Regions from separate parts of the Mus musculus genome. Here regions 1 and 2 are each linked to region 3. Evidence: chromatin contacts called from public Hi-C data. All regions are on one chromosome and are shown on one strand. Each heading gives the region's core, a stretch centred on a gene start, on an enhancer-like site or on the middle of the called end of the contact. The rest is flanking DNA. Distances are from core to core; before and after follow the strand shown.

The links. A called contact is a pair of places that touch in the nucleus more often than the background predicts.
Region 1: a Hi-C map of bone marrow-derived macrophages shows a contact between it and region 3, with 25 read pairs. The contact joins two enhancer-like sites. A contact is called at or near these places in 1 of 15 datasets of contacts at CTCF or cohesin (embryonic stem cells), 7 of 484 Hi-C or Micro-C datasets (bone marrow-derived macrophages, embryonic stem cells, palatal mesenchyme and 1 more) and 1 of 115 datasets of contacts at active chromatin or transcription factors (embryonic stem cells).
Region 2: a Hi-C map of bone marrow-derived macrophages shows a contact between it and region 3, with 37 read pairs. The contact joins two enhancer-like sites. A contact is called at or near these places in 10 of 484 Hi-C or Micro-C datasets (MC3T3-E1-derived osteoblasts, bone marrow-derived macrophages, differentiating embryonic stem cells and 6 more), 3 of 115 datasets of contacts at active chromatin or transcription factors (the NIH/3T3 cell line, embryonic stem cells and pancreatic cancer cells) and 1 of 9 other capture datasets (embryonic stem cells).

Annotation. Positions count from the first base shown.
Region 1 is chr7:145,017,014-145,019,713 of GRCm38.p6, reverse strand. No RefSeq gene overlaps it. Among named protein-coding and RNA genes, the nearest start is that of Gm46023, 51 kb to the left of the region's middle. Within about 2 kb of position 1,368, at least 8 of the 459 cell types and tissues checked have an H3K27ac peak or open chromatin away from gene starts, as enhancers often do. A contact at or near this core is called in bone marrow-derived macrophages, where this site is marked.
Region 2 is chr7:145,049,649-145,052,392 of GRCm38.p6, reverse strand. No RefSeq gene overlaps it. Among named protein-coding and RNA genes, the nearest start is that of Gm46023, 18 kb to the left of the region's middle. Within about 2 kb of position 1,477, at least 22 of the 459 cell types and tissues checked have an H3K27ac peak or open chromatin away from gene starts, as enhancers often do. A contact at or near this core is called in bone marrow-derived macrophages, where this site is marked.
Region 3 is chr7:145,242,014-145,244,713 of GRCm38.p6, reverse strand. It overlaps a transcript of Tpcn2 not described here. Among named protein-coding and RNA genes, the nearest start is that of Smim38, 35 kb to the right of the region's middle. Within about 2 kb of position 1,418, at least 19 of the 459 cell types and tissues checked have an H3K27ac peak or open chromatin away from gene starts, as enhancers often do. A contact at or near this core is called in bone marrow-derived macrophages, where this site is marked.

The DNA.
Region 1 (2,700 bases), core at 119-2,618, 220 kb after region 3:
GGTGAGGAGACTTGAGCTGTTGCCCTATGAGATGGACAAGCATCTCAGGACCCGACTCAGACCTTCTCCCCTGACCCCAGCACCAGCTGAGTGGCCATGGAAGTCTGGAGCCTCCAGGTTACTTGGAGGAGTGTAGCCTCTTGCCTCTTGCAGGATTTCTCTGGAAGCTAACCTGGAGATCCCAGCAGTTTTCCAAATCATCCTTTCTTCTCTGCAGATCGATTTTCTGAGGACAGACCTAGGCTGGGTCAAGGGTTCTAGGAAAGGGACTGCCTCCCTCCCCACCTCCCATCCACTATCCTAGTGGCACATTCTGCAGAGAAACCATCTCCATCCAGTAACTGGATTGTTTAGGAGAGCATCTACCTCAGTTGCCATGGCAGCAGCATCTGAAGCCAGCTCCAGTTGTCAGCATAGCCAGGCACACATAAAAGTTTCCAGCCTAGTGGGAAACATGAGTTCATGCAGGGAACAGGAGGCTTCCCTGACTCGGGGGTCCAACCAGGGGACCTCAGAAACCTGAGAAATTGCCTAAAAGGGGGAAGTCAAGAACCATAGAGAAATCTTCTTACCCAAACCCTCAAATGTCAACAGCTCCTGGGTGCATTACAGTCCAAGGCTTCCATTACCCACTCACCTCAATGCCCAGTGAGGCAGCTGAGCTACGTAGTGAATTGAAGGCCAGCCTGGGATACAGAGCAAAATATTCAAACAAAACAAAAACTCCCTGCAATGCAATTTGGGAAGATATATGGCCAAGAAAGATGGGAATAAGACAAGGGCTCTCTCACTGCTCTTCACCAAGGTTTCAGCCTCATGGGGTTGGGTCCTGAGATTCCAGTGTGACCTCAATGCTTCCCAGGAAGGCACATGAGATATACAGAATCTAGGAGGATGTCAGACCTGCTTTTTTATCAAGATGGCCGCTAGCTGGTCACCTTGCCAGCTCCTATCTAATTTTGTGCCTGGAATGGGGTTTTCAGCCAAATTCTAGCTCTGAGGTGGGACAAAGAAACAGAAGGCAGTGGCAGCCTCTGGTCAGAAGGCAGCATGTAGAGGAAATCTGTGTAGCTGGGGCTGACCATCAGTCTTTGTCAATAGCTCATATGCAGCAGAAGAAAAGCTCAGAGTTTCATGTGGCAAGAGCACTTTTGTGCATTTGTCCATAGATGACATTCAGCAAGACTTGACAGGTACCTGCCATCCACCACACACTATGCCAAGCACTAGGGAAGTGTATCATTCATTCATTCATTCATGTACACATTCAACAAGGAGTCCCTGGGTGGATGGCCCAACTAAAATAAGAACAGAGGAAGTGGGTAAGGACCTACGCTCAGGACTGGTGTTCACAAGGGGCCAACAGCAAGAAGCCTAGATTATTGCAAAACATTCAGTTTCAGGGACAGAAAGGGAGCCACAGCTGCGGCACTAATCACCATAGAGGGTAATGACATTGTGATGCCATTCTACAGATGGAGAAAGTGAGGCAGCGAGTCAGTACACCACATCTAAGATCACTCCACTGAGGAGTACTGAGACACCTGATCTGCTGCCCACTGGAGCCTCAGCATAAAGCCAAGCTGTCAGGGTTGAGAAAGAGACCTCTTGGCAGCTGGACAGCCATGTCTGCCCAAGGCAGATAGAGGAGCCAGTGTGGCCCAAGGTTTATTGGAAAAGAGAAGGCAGGAGGATGATGTTAGCAGTGGCTGGACATGGAGAAATAGGGTGACCTCTTACTGGACACCCAGGGAGAAAAATTACTGGAAAAGCCTGGAAAAGACCAAACGTTGTTTTAGCTGACTGAGAGACATCCGGCCCTGTTCAGCTCAGGTGTCTGGGCTCATGGACCTCAGCCACACCCAGTCATGAGCTCACTGATCACAAGCACCTGCTCACAAAACAGCCAGACTCTCCATTCACACCTGGATGGGCACTCAAGAGCCTTCCTCAAGGGGAGCAGAAGACTGAAAGTTCTAGAACAGGTGAAGATGGGGATTTGGAAGCTGAGCTAAAGAGAAAACAAGGTCAAAGACTTGAAGGCAAAAATCTCAACCAGAGATGAAGACAAAAGGGGTGTTGGGGTGACTGAGTATAAAGAGGCACATTGAGGATGAAGCTGGACACGGCAGAAGACCTCTGTGAACAGCTCAGCCTGGAAGAGTTGGGAGGACGGCAGAGTATGGGGTCCTTGGAGCCCTGGACATGAGCCCTGAGACCCACAGCACTCCTGAGAGTGCCACATGGGAGAGCCAGTTGCAGGTATGACTCTATCTGTCCTGGTGAAACCTGAGAGACAATTGTAGGATTGTACCCATTCCCCAGATGAGATTGCTGCAGCTCAGATGACCACTTGGGACCTCAGATGTCATCAGCAGAGACCACTGGGAATGTCACCAAGAACATCCAAAGACCAAATGTGGACAGTGAGCTTCCCACCCTGGAAACTTCTGGGCCGTTATTGTGCAGACTTGTGGTCCCTCTTCAACCTTGGATACCTGATAGGCCTTGGACCCCAAAAAGTCCCCAACCCTTTGTATCTATACTTCACCTGATCTGGGGTCTAGAACAGCTGGAGGAGGGCCAGGACCTCTAGGATTGATTTCTGCATGTCGTGAGTCACTTACAGCCACAGGAGAACTGTATGAAGTTTTCATATCCAGAGATTTCCCCAAATTTCCAAATTTGCTTTTTGTGGTC
Region 2 (2,744 bases), core at 228-2,727, 190 kb after region 3:
TGTATATATGTATCTATCATGTGTGTACCTGGTGTCTGCAGAGGTTTGAAGAGGGCATCTGATCCATTGGATCTGGAGTAACTTATAGTTGTCAGTTGCCATATGGTTCTGGTGAATTGAATTTGGGTCCCCTGGTGGAACAGCCAGGACTTATAACCTTCTTTCCAGTCTCTGAATATTTTAAATTTCAGTTTTATTTAGTGTGTGTGTGTGTGTGTGTGTGTGTGTGTGTGTGTGTGTGTGTGTGTGTGTGTGTGAGAGAGAGAGAGAGAGAGAGAGAGAGAGAGGTGGTATATGTGTGTGTGTGTGTATGTGATGTGTGTGCATATGTGATGCATGTGATGTGATATGTGTATGTGTGTATGTGATGTGGTATGTGTATTTGTGTGTGCATGCATGTGTGTGTGATGTGTTCTGAGGCACAGGTGTGGAGGTCAGAGGACTGTTTACAGGAGAGAGTCAGTTCTTTTTTTTTCCACCATGTGGTTCTGTGGATGGAACTTGTGTCACCAGGCTTGGCAGCAACCACCTTTGCTAACTGTGCCTTTCCCCCAGCCTTCTCAAATACCCAGCCTCTGGAGTAAGGGCATTACTCATGTGTGGTTTACTTTTCTTGTAGTGTTTGAGAAATGCCAGCTTTGTCAGATGAACTCAAAGGTGTTCTGAAACCTTCCTTGTTCTGGGAGAAATTGGAAAGACCTAGTGTGAGTTCTTTGAGTGTTAGAATTTACCTATGAAGTGGCCAGTCTAGGACTTCCCTTTACTAGGTTGGGGTTTGGCTTTGGTTTGACTCTGTCTCCTTACTAACCTCACCTGTCCAATGCCAGGTCCTTCTTGCCCCACTTCCAGGGTCTGTCCATCTCTCCTTGTCATCGGCTTCTCTCCTTGTCATCAGCTTGCAGCCATGGATCTCCTGGGCCACAGTGCTTCTTACCCACAGCCCTCACCTGTCTTCATGTCTGGAAGCAGAACCATTCCCTTGAGCTTCATCACTTGCTTCTCATCCACTTCACTTTGGAGAGTCATCCCCTGAACTCTCCCCACACTCACACTGAGTACACATCCCAAGCCTGGACCACACTCACCCCTGTGACTCCGTCCTGACACTGCCAGATCATGTCTGCCCATCTGGGTAGCTGTTCTAGTACTTGGTGAGTGACATCAATGTATTCCCTTTGTAGGGTCCCTTTCCACACAGTGTCTGCCCTCCTGTAGAGGAGCCACCAGGCCCTGACTGGAGCTCTGGAGCTTCTTCTCCACCCAGTGTCCACTCTTGTTGCATGCCTCTACCCTCAGGCCATTGGGGGTGCTCACCCAAGCTTCCATGGGTACTCAGCTACCCTAGGGAACTGGCCTTTAAGGTAGTATGGGTGGGACAAAGTTAAGTGCTCATTTTAGGACTGACTGCAAATACATGAGCCACCCAAACTTGAGAAAGGAGAAGCTGAGGTTGCACCCGGCTAGTTGCTCAGAAACCTGACGGTCACGTGTGTCCTGCATGCAACCTGCAATGTGGTGACCTCTGCAGACTGAGGATACTCCCCAAGTGTGCCTAGGGATCCATTCTCCTCTCCCCATTGTGTACATAAGCTTTAGGTGGGGTCTCTTGTAGTCAGCTGCTGCCTTAAGCTGTGCCTACTACACACACATGCACACACACACACACACACACACACACACACACACACTGTGTCTTACAAAGGCATCACTTCAAATCTGCAGGGATGAGCAATGACTTAACCAGGCAGTGAGGACCCATTAGCCTGATCTCTGATTCCAGAATAAATCACTGCAAGAGGGGATGCCAGTGGGGTGGTCCCTGAGCTCCAAGCCAGACTGTGGTGACTCCTTCTCAGGAGAAAACTCCTCTCCTCCATTAAAACAGGCCTTCCCAACTATGAGCTGCTTCTTCCAGTGTGAAAGGAAGACTATACATAGCTGCACACACAGGCAACACAGACCTGCCCCCAACCTTGTCAGCTAGGCCACTTCAGCCAGAGCCCTCTTCCAAAAATCTGTGAGAGGTCTCTCCACAACCCCATCCCCAGTCCTGTCCTCTGCTGGCCTGACACTCTTCCCTGAGGACAGATTGCATGCCATGCACTGCTTCATCCTGCAACCCTCAAGTCTCTCCATTCTGAATGAAAGAGTACAAAGACTTGTGGGTAATCACAAACTATGGAGCCATGCTAGAAGTAGGCATTCCCTGGAACTCATCTGTCCACAGATGCAAATGCAGTCACTGGGTACATCTGTCTAGATTCCAGTGACCAGCCACCTTGTTTTGCCAGCCCTCTCAGAGACAAAGCCCTCAGCCCAACTTATGCATAAACAGGATCTTCTGCTTCCACTGGCTTGACATCTTGTGCTTTGGTGCAGGGGGATCCGGAATCTGGACACAATGGGAATGGGACGAGGCCCCTCCTGCCCACAAATGGTAAGAACACTTGAGACTCAGAGTGAGGCAGTCAGCAGGTCTTCTTGCCCTTCATGTTCTTAGAGCCAGTCAGCTTATCCTCAGATGAATAGGCATGAGCCAGAAGAACACAGTCTGCAACTTCCCTCTGTGGGGACAGTCCACATGCCCAAGCAAGCTGATGCTGGGCCCCACTGGAGAAAAGGAAGAGTTAACTATACTCTTCTGCGCTGCTGAGATAGCTCAGTGGATAAGTTGCCTAGATAGATAGATAGATAGATAGATAGATAGATAGATAGATAGATAGATAGATAGATAGATAGATATT
Region 3 (2,700 bases), core at 169-2,668:
GGTGTCTGTGTGAGGGGAGACAGAAGAGCCCTGTGGTGATGGAGGTGGACATCGAGTGATACAGGTATGTCTTGAGGGAGGCCTGGGAATCAGGAAGCTAGAGCTAAGGAAGGCTCCTCCCTGGGCCCTTTGGAGGGGTGGGGCCCAGATGTCAGCAAACTTGGATGCCTGGCTTTGCAAACTGTGAAGGGAGACAGTCTGGTCTGTGTACCCCAGTCGGTGGTGACCTGTCATAGAGGCTTGAGGCAGCTCAGTCCTCTGTGGGTGCTTCTTACCAGCACTCATGCTGATGATGGACCCTAGGCCACCAGACTCCTGAGGTGGGACTGGAAGTCAGTAGGGACAGAGTGGCTTAAGAGACAGTTTCTGTTTCTATGTAGTGATCTAGGGAAGCAGGTTCTGTCCATGTTGGCTTGTCACTTTGTTCTGAAGTGATAGCATTGGAAGATATTTGAGCTGGGCTAGGGCTACCAGTGGGACAGAGTGCTGTCCTCTGGTGAAAACACACTGTCCTGAGCTGGAGGGGTCCACAAGCAGGCACATGCTGGCTGGTACTCACCGCTGCCTGCTTAGATGGGGATTGTTCTAGACATTGTGGGTTGATCAGCCCCTCTGGGATCTGTGGACCTTAGATAGATGATAGATAGATAGATAGGTAGATAGGTAGGTAGGTAGGTAGGTAGATAGATAGATAGATAGATAGATAGATAGATAGATAGATAGATAGATAGATGATAGATAGATCAACCTACTTAATGGTGATTCTTAGGAGATAATATCTGGGGATTTCTCCAGGCCAGGGCACTATTCTGGGCCCCTCTCCCACTGCTTCTGTTTCCTTGTGTATAATTTAGGATTGACCTCACTGAACCCTGGACCTGTAGGCACTCTGGAGAGCACAGCTCCTAAGAAAGGCTTTGGATGGTATGTAGCATCACTGAAAAATGGCTGACAGAAGCCTGGTGTGACAGGGCAGCAAGGAAGGGGCTGCATTTCTCACGGGCTCTCTACTTGGCACACAGTTTGGGGGCTCCTTGACAGCACCCCCTTCACCTCTGCATCTATACAAAGGTGCTCCGTCCTGTGTTCACCTGTCTCAATGAGCATTTTAAGCAGTGTCCCTCCCCCAGGTGAGGTGTGCACTGGGACAGCTGGCACCTGTATGCAGACCCAGATGCCATTGATGTCTGAGGCCCCAGTAGAGCCTGCTGTGGGCTGGTGTCACTGGCACCTTGTAAACCCATAGGGCACCCAGAATTGGCTTGGGTAACGGGATGTGTGCCCTTCATAGGGTCCAGCTGGTAGTATGAACTGGCACCCAGAGGTGTTTTGCATACAGGTGAGGGCCTGGGGCAGGCGCAGATTATCCAGGAGATAGGAGTCCCAGACTAGGGTACCTGAAATCCCTGATCTGTCCAGCAGAGGACAGCAGAGCTCCAGCGGCAGTGGGTGGATCCTGTCCCAGTCCGCTCACCTCCCCACTCTAAGGCTAGACTGGTGGTTACCTAAATGATCTTTCCTTCCTATTTTCATAAAGGCTTCCTTCGCGGCTGGGCAGCTTTCCTTGACTGCAAGGCCCACGTGTATTGTCCTCTCTACTGTCCCCCCTTGCCCATCTGAATGTATGTGTAGATCTTCTGGCCTAAGGGACCCCAGAAGACTGTAGGGCAGGAGTGTGTCTCCAGGACTGTCTCCTCTCCCGGCCTGGCTTGTCCCTTGGTGTTCCTCTTGTCTGATGTGGTGTGTATTTAGGGGTCCCCTATCATGGGCTTTCTCTGGCTAGAATGTGAACCTCACCAGGATAGAGATGTAGTTTACTTTTGGCCAAGTCCCAGGTGCTCAGGGAGGAACTGGTATATAGAAAGATGCCCAGGAGGTATCTGATGGGCAGACTGATAGGTGGAGAAATGTGTGGGTGTCCACTTCTGGGTCAACCACATGGTTTCCACTGTGAGCTGCCGAAGGGGTCCAGTTTGGGATGCAAATCTGGCCATGTTCTGACATATCCTCTGTCCTCTATGGACATTGGAAAGTGTAGAAGGCACTGAACCCTGAATGGGGAAATGGTTGACCTTGGGCTGGGCCAGTGTTGGAACAGACTCTGGGGTGACAGTGACCACCATGGGGACTCTGACATGTGCAGTTTAATGTGCACACATGATTATCCTTATTTCCGTTTGACAGGAAGGAACTGGAGCTCAGACCTTAATAGATACCTTCCCCACATTAACATCCCCCGCCCTTTTCTGTGTGTATCAAAGCTGATGCCTCAAGAAAACAGAAACACTGGCCATGTGCGTGGACAGAGAAACCGCGATGGTGTCACTGATGTGGTAGGCAGCTCAGACTTGGCAGGGACGGGGTGGGCGAGGGGGAGGTGTGAAGTCACTGCCTCCCTAGGGCTCAGAGTTCATGGCCCATAGAGCCCAAAGCATTTCTCTAATCAGGTACCTTCAGCATTTTTGTGAGATGCCAAGAATGTGTTTGGGGGCACCAGGGACTGGTTGGCCTTGCTTTCCCCTGGCACATAAACTACCACATAACTAAAGGGCAGGGACTCCTCGTGACCACAGCATGCAGGGCGGTGATCTCTGCTCCAGCCAGTGGTGGTGGCTGGTGGCCAATGGAGGGGAACTCCAGGCCAGGCAGGAGTCCGGGTGGTAAAATTGCCACGGGGTAGGAGACAAAAGCCCTCCTCTG